Linked DNA regions of Mus musculus: region 2 is linked to region 1. Evidence: chromatin contacts called from public HiChIP or PLAC-seq data. All regions are on one chromosome and are shown on one strand. The core of a region is the stretch at or near the end of the contact, and the rest is flanking DNA. Distances in the headings are between cores, read along the strand shown.

What was found. HiChIP or PLAC-seq counts read pairs in DNA pulled down with a chosen protein or histone mark.
Region 2: an H3K4me3 HiChIP or PLAC-seq map of pro-B cells shows a contact between it and region 1, with 5 times the contacts expected there. The contact joins the enhancer-like site here to the promoter of Mical1 in region 1. A contact is called at or near these places in 3 of 39 promoter capture datasets (HPC-7-derived erythroid cells, hippocampal neurons and liver), 1 of 484 Hi-C or Micro-C datasets (cortical neurons), 5 of 115 datasets of contacts at active chromatin or transcription factors (bone marrow-derived macrophages, embryonic forebrain, embryonic stem cells and 2 more) and 1 of 9 other capture datasets (liver).

The regions. Positions count from the first base shown.
Region 1 is chr10:41,473,921-41,478,696 of GRCm38.p6, reverse strand. It overlaps Mical1 (microtubule associated monooxygenase, calponin and LIM domain containing 1), which reads right to left and starts at 2,383. Exons shown (of 24, transcript NM_138315.2): 1 at 2,157-2,383; 2 at 383-687; 3 at 62-269. The coding sequence starts at 640. It overlaps Gm51797 (a long non-coding RNA gene), which reads left to right and starts at 657. Exons shown (of 2, transcript XR_003948996.1): 1 at 657-1,023.
Region 2 is chr10:42,292,693-42,297,468 of GRCm38.p6, reverse strand. No RefSeq gene overlaps it. Among named protein-coding and RNA genes, the nearest start is that of Foxo3, 18 kb to the right of the region's middle. Within about 2 kb of position 2,243, at least 45 of the 459 cell types and tissues checked have an H3K27ac peak or open chromatin away from gene starts, as enhancers often do. A contact at or near this core is called in bone marrow-derived macrophages and pro-B cells, where this site is marked.

The sequences.
Region 1 (4,776 bases), core at 1,134-3,633:
CTGCAGTCTCCCTTCTCTAGACTTGGGCACACCAACCCGAGGGCCAACATGAAGTTCTTACTGATATGGTCCAGGGTGCCAGTACAGAAGCGCCCGTAGAACTTCTTGGCCCCAAGTGCCCGAAGGTCATGGATGGTGAAGGGCCAGAGATGGAGCACATTGTGCCTAGAGAACTTGATACGCTTTTCCACAAGTACCACTCGGGCACCTAACAGTGCCAACTCCACAGCAGCCCGAAGTCCGCAAGGCCCGGCACCTACCACGAGACACTGCAAGCACACACACACACCGGGGTGGGGGGTGGGGGTGGGGGGGTATGTAGCATCCTGTCTCCTTCTGTCTCCCCTGATGCTCACACCACTCCCAGACTCTACATATCTACCTTGGTGTTGGTACAGGCCTGGCCTTGCTGGTACACAGGCTGGCTCGCTCTCTTGTCCAACTTGGCCCACAGTGACTTGGCACTCCAGTAGTTGAGCTGGGCCTTGATCTTGTGGTACTGGGACAATCCCCCACCAGACTCCACTCCCAGGGCTCTACAGAGCCCCTGAAAGCTACTCAGTACATCCTGGCACAGCTGTGCCTGCACAAAGGTCTCAAAGTGGTCATGTGCTGGGTTGGTGGAGGCGGGTGATGCCATGTAGGGCCCCTGTTGACAGCAGGAGCAGCTGGGAGAAAACCCAGTGTCTGTGGGAAAAAAAAGAGAAGGCAAGATTGGAGGGAGGGAAAAGAAAGGGGGAGGAGCCAGCAGCGCAGGCCGTTGTCACAAGGGAGCTCAGGGTCCACCTCTGATTGGTTCTGCTTCCAGTCCACTCCCAGGCCATGATCCACACCCCCGACCCCTTCTGAGACAGCAGCTATCTCTTATAAAGTGAAATTCGCCAAATTTAGAAATGAAAACACAGTAGTCCTGGGCACAAGGATGCTAAGGGAGCCTCCTGTCGACCAGTGTCATGGCAGCTTTCATATGCGATCTCCGAGGCCCAGGGGACAAGAAATTGTAGTGGGCGTTCCCTAGGACCTGTAAGTAGGACACGGGGGAGTTTCTCAGCGGGCTGCCAGGGGTGGGGTGGGGGCGGAGGTTTCCCTTCTTGTAGACAGCAGGAACTAACACCCCAGTTCAACTGCGGCTGCCTCACAGACACACACCCATTTCTTCCTAAGTCTCTGTTCGCCAGCGCCCTTTGGCGAACTTAGTGCCACGCTGGTTGTAGGATGTGCCTCTCCCCAAAGGCAAAGTTCTTTTCCACGTGCTTGCCTCCTGACAAGGGGCAACACTGCCTGTGTAGATTCCACTTCTCAGCCACCCAAACTACCCTCACAAATAGCCTGAGAATGTTGTGACTGTTGTCTGCATGACAGACCTTCTGACTCACTGTGGTCAAAACACTTCCCCTGAGAAGAGATTGCGTCGCTGCTCCAACGGGCTGTGGGAAGGAGTGGGGTTAGCAACCCCTTCCGCAGACCCTCACATCTAATCGACCCCTAGCCTCACTCCCACGGCGTTCCTCTGTGCTCTCCCAGGAATCTCTGGAGACAAGGCCTCTCTTTGTACCCCTTTCCTTCCCTCCAGCCCACACGCAGCTTAAGGGCTCTTGGAGGGCTTTCTCACGCTGCCACCGGAAGAGATGAAGAGTATGGGGGGATGGGTTGCTCTCGGTGGGAGAGGCAACTAGGTGGTGGGGTGGGGGGGTTGTGGGCCGATCTATCATCCCCCAGCAGCCCCTTCATTGCCCGCGTAGTAGGAGGAGGCAAAGGTTGCCCTAGGGGGTCACTAGGACAAGAGTGGATAGATCTTCAGAAAGGACAGGAGTCCCTCTTGGAAGTGGGAGACTGGGGGTTGGAGCGACCTCTGCTAAAGGAAATAAAAGAGGTACCCAGACTGGAAACAAGCACAAAGGATGTGCCATTGGTGGAGCGTCTAAAGGGATGGAGAGCTGGACCTTGAGCAGCGGGGGTGAGAGCTCCCAATACTCTAGACAGCAAAATCTGCACAAAGGCGCTCATCTGGGTAGGGCCGGCAAGAGGACCCGCCAAACCAGCCAGGCGTGGCTCCCTACCCCATTTCCCCGGAAGCGCTCCCCACCCCCTTCCTTATCCTCACCCCCAGCCCAGCGAGCAGGAGGACGCACAGCAGGCATCGCTGGATTACTTACCAGCGTTTCTGGGGCTGGAAGAGCCGCTTCCTGTCGGAAGGGTGTCCCAGGCCTAGGGGCAGAGGAAGGGGTGGCGCAGGGAAAGCAAGAGATGCCTGGTGGCAGAAACCGGGGAGTTCCAAAGAGTTTGGACCGCAGCGCCAGCGCAGAGCACAGAGGAAGACTTACTCCGAACCTCCGTACTCCGCAGTCCTCCTCTGGGGACAGCCTGGGTCCCGCCCACGCCTGCCGGGTGGTGCTGTAGGGCGTGGTTCTGCCTACACCAGGGGCTGCTGGGGGCCTCCAAACGGTCTGGCCAGGCAGGGACAGGGAGAGCAGAGACTTGAGTGACCGTGCCTGAGTCCGCCCCGGTGGTACCCACGCTGTAGGCCACTTCCAAGAGCTGGCCGAGCGGGCGCAGGCCTCCGGCAAGAAGTTTATTGAAGCTGCAAGAACCGAGAGTGGCGCCAGATGTCTGAGCTCTCTTCACCTCTCCCACCGATAAATTCACACCCCTGGCGCCACAGGCGATCCAGTTGCGGGGGTCCATCTCTCCTGGGACAGGTCGGCTGGCTCCCAGGCTCAGGCTAAAGACAAAGCTTAAAGTCCTGGTCCACATCTTTCAACCAGGTACACACACAACCAGGTGTGTGTGTGTGTGTGTGTTTTCAACTAAGAAAAACAGGATGGTAAGGGTATGTGGGAGAGGATAAAACTTCAATGTGCAGAACTAAAGTCAAGACTCAGACAATGCTAGGGAACTTTGGAATCAAATTCTTAGTATTTCCTGTTAAGAAATTGTAGCATGAAAGGAATTGTTCAAAATCAAGCAGCTTTAAAGTTAATAAAACAGCAGTTCTCATTTATTGCATGAGCATTAACAAAACCTATTTTACTGAAATGTCAATGAGGCTTCATGACTGCACATGTTCACCAGCCAGTGGCATGGATGCTATCAGCCCCAGGCCTTTCTGGATCCCAACCTACCACTGTTAAACCACGGGACTGAAATAAGGTTTGACATCATGAGGAAGTAAAATCGCTACCCCAGAAGTGCTTAACCTAGGAAAAAATGGCTACATCTCTCTTCTTGAGGTCCAGGGACCAACAAAAGCCAAGGTCCAGTGGCTATCTTTTTGGGTTTGTGTTTGAATAAATCATTTTGCATTTTGTCCAGATATACTGGGGTACCCAGTAAGTCCTGAGCTCTAAACACACACAGCTGCAGCTGATAAGAAGGCAGAGAGAGAAGCAAGAGGAAATGCCAGCCCTCTGCCAGGAGAGGCCAACAATCCAGCCAGGCCACACACTTTGGAAGCCAGGAAGCCTTTGAGCTGGGCCCACTTGTGTTCCTGAGAGTGACATCATTTTGCTTGGAACAAATTTGCAGAATGTCATACACACCCATACTTAAACACACAGTGTAAAAAATGTTCTAAAAAGCCCAGTAGAGATGGGCTTCCGGCTTTCAGGATCATGCCTCTCCCTTTTATTAGCAGATGGACTACAGCAACTTACTGTGTCTTGTTTACAAAGACCCAGGTTCCCCCAGAGACTTTCAGTTGTAGCCAAACAGGGTTGTGTGGCTCTATGAGCAACAAATTTAAAGGCTGTGAAGGCTGCCTTTTAAAAGGATCACAGAACGAGTTCCTCAGCTCTTAAAAACCTGCTGATTTCCAGCTTTCCTTGCTGCTAGTTAAAGACCCACCTTAGAGCCACAGAGCTTCAGGACTCCAGAAGGTCTGTCTGTCTGTCTGTCTGTCTCTCTGTCAGATTTCTGTACCAGGCCTACTGTGTCTCAAAGTCACCACCAGCACACACACCTCAGTCTCCTGGTCTCTAAATGGAAGCATTTTGAATGACCCAACTTCCTTAGCTAGTTTCAGGTCTGGGGCCTTTTTATTCCGTGTTGCCGATTCTCAGAAATGTACAGAGTAAAACAAGCATTTTTTCCCTTATTAGGATCTTGAGTTATGACCCGAAGTTGTGTATTTATGTGAGCTAAAAGTAGTTGGCCTAGTCATACTGACTATAGTTCATGTTGGATTAAATAAAATAAATGTCCCACACATGAAAATTCAATTTTCAAAGAGCCCCATTCTAATGGGTTTGGAAAACATTACACTAGCAGCCGCTTAGTTTAAAGTCTCGAGGCACTAAGGACAGGATCCTCTTTGTGTGTGTGTGTGTGTGTGTGTGTGTGTGTGTGTGTGTGTGTGTGTCTCAGACCAAGTTCTGTCTTTCTGCAAAGCTATTTTTATTTCCTTATCTTACCTCCTAACCTCTGATCTCCTGGGCGTAGGGCCAGAAAAGAAACTTTCTAATACCACAGAAGACATCTGTCTGTAAGTCAGTCTATGATATGGTCTTGAATCTGAAGCTCAGAACCTTCAGCTCTGATGGGCCTGGCCTAGAGTCAGTACAACCCAGAAAGCCACAGTTCCCAATGTAAAATAGACCCAGAACCAAAGGTGTCGCATGTCTCAGTTATGAGATGCTGACTGGTTAAGATTAGAGGGTCTGGAAGAGCTTCCCATAATTTTGACTTGAATGGTTTGAACAACTTTCCTGGCTGAGGAACCACCCGCCCCTGAGCTGCAGGCAGAATGAGTGGGGTGTGTATTGGCCAATAGAGAGGTAA
Region 2 (4,776 bases), core at 994-3,493, 820 kb before region 1:
GTCATTGTACTAGCTCCTAGCATGCTTCCCTGCCATGATGATGCGGGATTCTTGTTTTAAAAACAAAAACAAAAACAAAAACATTTTGCTCTGTTGACACCACAGATATTTATTAATTTATTTAACGTATGAGTCCTGTATCTGCATGTACACCTGCATACCAGAAGAGGGCACCAGATCTCATTACAGATGGCTGTGAGCCACCATGTGGTTCTAGGAGTTGAACCCCAGGACCTCTGGAAGAGCAGAGAGTGCTCTTAACCTCTGAACCATCTCTCCAGCCCAGTAATGGACTCTTTAAAAAAGTTTTTATTTATTTATTTTTTATGTATGAGTACACTGTAGACATACAGATGGTTGTGGGCCTTCATGTGGTTATTGGGAATTAAATTTAGGACATCTGCTCGCTGGAGTCAATCCCACTAGCTCTGGCCCTGTTCGCTCAGGTCCAAAGATTTATTTATTATTATAAATAGGTGCACTTTAGCTGTCTTTAGACACACCAGAAGAGGCATCAGATCTTATTAAAGATGGTTGTGAGCCACCATGTGGTTGCTGGGATTTGACTCAAGACCTTCAGAAGAGCAGTCAGTGCTCTTAACCACTGAGCCATCTCTCCAGCTCCCCCACCCCCAATGGACTTTTATCTATTAGGAACAGCAAACCCAAATGATCTGTCTTTCTTTAAGGTGCCATGGTAACAGTGTTTCAGCGGAGCAGCAGATAAGTAACTCAGATGGCACTGTTCAGTATGGGGGCCTAGCCAGTGTCAGCATCCCAGTGTAAAATGCTACCTTTCAGTGCCCCTAGGGGGGAAACTGGGAAAGTGCACAGACAACCTCTCTCCGAAGGTCGTCTTACCATTGCATGCTAATGAACACGTCTCAGAAGTTTAATTATAGCTGGTGGTAGTAGCACATGTCTTTAATCCCAGAAGTCTGTAGACAAAGGCAGGTGGATCTGAGTACGAGGCCAGCCTGGTCTATAGAGTCAGTTCTAGGATAGTCAGGGCTACACAGAGAAACCCTGTCTCAAAAAACCAAACAAAAGTTTAATTTAAAAAAGTAAATCTAAAACAAATGCTTTCTAAAAGTTATATTTGAAACAAAAATGGTTTAAGAAAGTTTTAAGCCTGGCATAGTGGCACTTGCCTTTAATCCCATCACCCCAGAGGCAGAGGCAGGAAGGGTCTCTGTGAGGCCAAGGCCAGCCTGGTCTATGTAGTGATTTCCACTCCAGCCAGGGCTACATAGTGCCATCCTGTCTCAAACTGTTGGGTCGGGTGATCAGGGAAGGAAGACAGTTTTGTAGGTGTGGACATCAGTTCATGTGAAGGAATTTTTGGTTGCACCACAGACAGATAAGGAGAGACTGAGTGTAGAAATGCTAGTTTGTTTTGAACAAAATCTCCTGTTAGGCAAGCTAGCCGGGAGCGCTTCTTTCTCTTGTCTCTGCCTCTCCAGTGCTGTTAGGACTACAGGTGTGCAGTACCATGCCGACCTCAGGCTTGGGATAATAGGCACAGCGCTGGGAAATTATCGAAGCCCTGGGTTTAAGCCCCAGCATCATAGAACTGAGCATTCGGGAGGTGGAGGCAGAAGGATCAAGTTCAAGGTCATCCTTCACTGCATAGCTAGTTCAGTACTGCTACTACTACTGCTGCTGCTGCTACTACTACTACTACTGCTACTACAATCAGTGTGAATTCCAAAGTGGATATTTCTGAGTGTGTTAGCTTGTACCTGTAACCTCAACACTCAGGGGAGTGAATCCAGAGGATTACTGAGAGTTCAAGGCCAGCTTAGGCTACATGATAAAACCCTGTCAATACACATATACATACATATATACACACATACATATACATTATGCATAAACACATACAAATATATACATATATACACACATACATACACACATATACAAACATACATATACATACATACATGCATACACACATACATAATATATACATACAGGCAGACATATACACACATACATATATTACGCATACACATACAGACATAATATACACACACACACACACACACACACACACATATATATATATATATACATGCATAATACATAATACATACACATAATACACACTCCTACATGAGTATTGATATGTAGAGTGGTGGGCAGTGAACCCCAGCAAGTCACTGGGCTGCCACAGCACTGTTTTTCTCTTCCCTGCCTTCATCTCCTTGTCTTTAGAGCAAGCTCGTCCTCCCAGCCACAAGATGGCAGGAGAAGATCAGAAATTCAAGCATAGTCTCTGCCTCTGATGAAACCTATCACAGTGCCCTGGCACCTAGTTAGAAAATACTTTTCTTTTCTTTCCTTTTCTCTCCTTTCCTTTTCTCTCTTTTCCTTTTCTCTCCTTTCCTTTTTCTCTCTTTTCCTTTCCTTTCCTTTCCTTTCCTTTCCCTTCCCTTCCTCTTCCTTTCTTTCTTTCTTTCTTTCTTTCTTCCTTCCTTCCTTCCTTCCTTCCTCCCTCCCTCTCTTCCTTCCTTCCTTCCTTCCTTCCTTCCTCCCTCCCTCCCTCTCTTCCTTCCTTCCTTCCTTCCTTCCTTCCTTCCTTCCTTCCTTCCTTCCTTCCTTTCTTCTCTAGTTTTCTTGGTAACAAGGTGCAGGCTAATGCAATCACACTTCCCAGTGTGATCTTGAAAGCTGCCAACAAGAAATGGGCACTGCGATTCTGTGCTCTTCTCCCTCTCTGCCTACAAAGTTGGGGCCCTGTTGTGGTCAGCCACACCGTGATAAAACCAGTGAGACTGAGCCCAGCAGATATAAGTGTTTCTAGAAAAGGGATGTCATGTGCCATGCTGCCTGTACCCATCATCTGCCACACATGCAGGTGTCTTGGATTCTTACTAGCAATAGACCTTGGGATGTGTGCCAAACATGTTTGGAATCCCAATGTCATTCCTAGTATGGTAAGCTAGTGTCCCCAGCTGGGTTACAAACATTCAGACAAAGCCAACCCTTGGCAGGTGCCAGTCAATTAAAATACTCATTTCCCCATGAGAAACACTGGAACCCAGGAAGTGTGGTTGAGATCTGAGTGGTTTCCACTGAGCCAGGCCCTCTTGGCCTCTCCCTGTTAGCTGGAAACAAGGCAGGATTGACCTAGAGGGCCTCGAGTTGTGGGTAAATAGAAGAAGCACTCGTTCATCTGAGGGAACCTTCATGGCATTGTGTGAAAATGATGGCTCCTTCATCCTGGTCCATTGGAAAGAATTTACCCCTCCTGAGTACGTCTGAGTGTCCCCATCAGGGCAGGTTAAGGGTCCTGTTTTAGAGGTGACTCATTGTACTAGAAGTTGCTGAGAAGCAGCTGCCTCTGGCCAGTCAGCCAACCAGCTGTGTGTGGGTGGGTGTGTGGGCTCGGGTAAGGTCACCCTCCCCAACGCACTTGTACTGTGGTTTCTTGGTGTCTTGAGCAATGTAATGGAACTGTATGTTTGAGCCTTCCTCAGAGGTCTTTCTGTTCCCTTCTGCCCCTCCCAGAGCTTCCTGGGTAGTGGCCAAGAGGTAGAAAACCAAAGGAGTAAGGCTTACCAGGACGGACACTAGAGATAAGGAGGTCAAGTGCTCAGTTGTTCTGGGGGTCACAGTGCTCCAGGGGCAACTGTGGTGCTCTCTCCGGTGGAGCAGAAAAGCCTGGATAGCAGTCTGAGCTGTGTCTGTGAGAGAGGCTTCTGGAATGGTCATCTTGAGCAAGCCTGGTGGTTTACAAGAAAGGGACTTAAGAGCGAAAGTGGAGACTTGCCTCTGGTATAATGCTTTGGAGTGCGCAAGGCATGTTCTGAAAGCTGCAATCACATGCAGGCACCCGCCGCTGCTTGGCAGCACAGACTGGTGGCCCTGCTGTGTGGCTGAATGCACACAGACATAACCCCTATGTTGGCCATTTTGCAAAGATCCAGGGGAGAGGTGGGGGCAGTGGCACTTGGCAGCAGCAAGGGTAGGGAGCACACAGCTAAGGGGTTACTGATGATACCCAGAGAGAGACGGATGTCAGACAGCATCTCTGGATGCTTCCAACCATGATCACAGCGGCCAGCGGCACTGAAGATTGAGGCTAATAGATGTAGTTGCAAAGCAGACCAACCCACCCTAGGTAATTGCAGGGCTCACACAGGCAAAACAGCTGGTCAAGTGCTTGCTGAGAGCTCCACTGGCCGACCCCACTTCACCTCCCAAGGTGGTTCTGAAGGTTGAGGCTCTCAGGAAAACAAGACCCCGACCGTGAGACTCAATTCATCCCTGGGGTGAGTCACTATTCAATCTTTTAAGAGTTATGCTAGATTAGTATGGAGAAGTGGAACTGGTTATAAAACCCAGAAGACATGTTGGGGTCTTCATAAAAGCACATCTGCTTCCAAGGGGGGATTCTGCCAGGTGTGCTGGTACATGCCTCTAGTCTTAGAACGTGGCGAGTGGAAGCAGGAGATGTCAAGTTAAAGCCAGCCTGGCCTATATAGTGAGACCCTGTCTCCAAACATCAAAATACCTAAATAGAGACTAAGAAGGTTCTTTTCCTATCTGGCTCATTCTTTTTGGTGAGAGTGGGCATGCTTCAGTCAAGGGGGACAGAGGAGGCTGGTACCTGTACCTCTAAGGTGCGATTTCTTGCCAGCAGGAGGTGTTGGCAGTTTTTCCTTAGCTTTGTTTCTAATGAAAAGGGAACAGGGGATGTAAGAACCGAGAGACTTGTGGGGCTGTGGTGGCGCATGCCTTTAATCCCAGCACTCAGGAGGCAGAGGC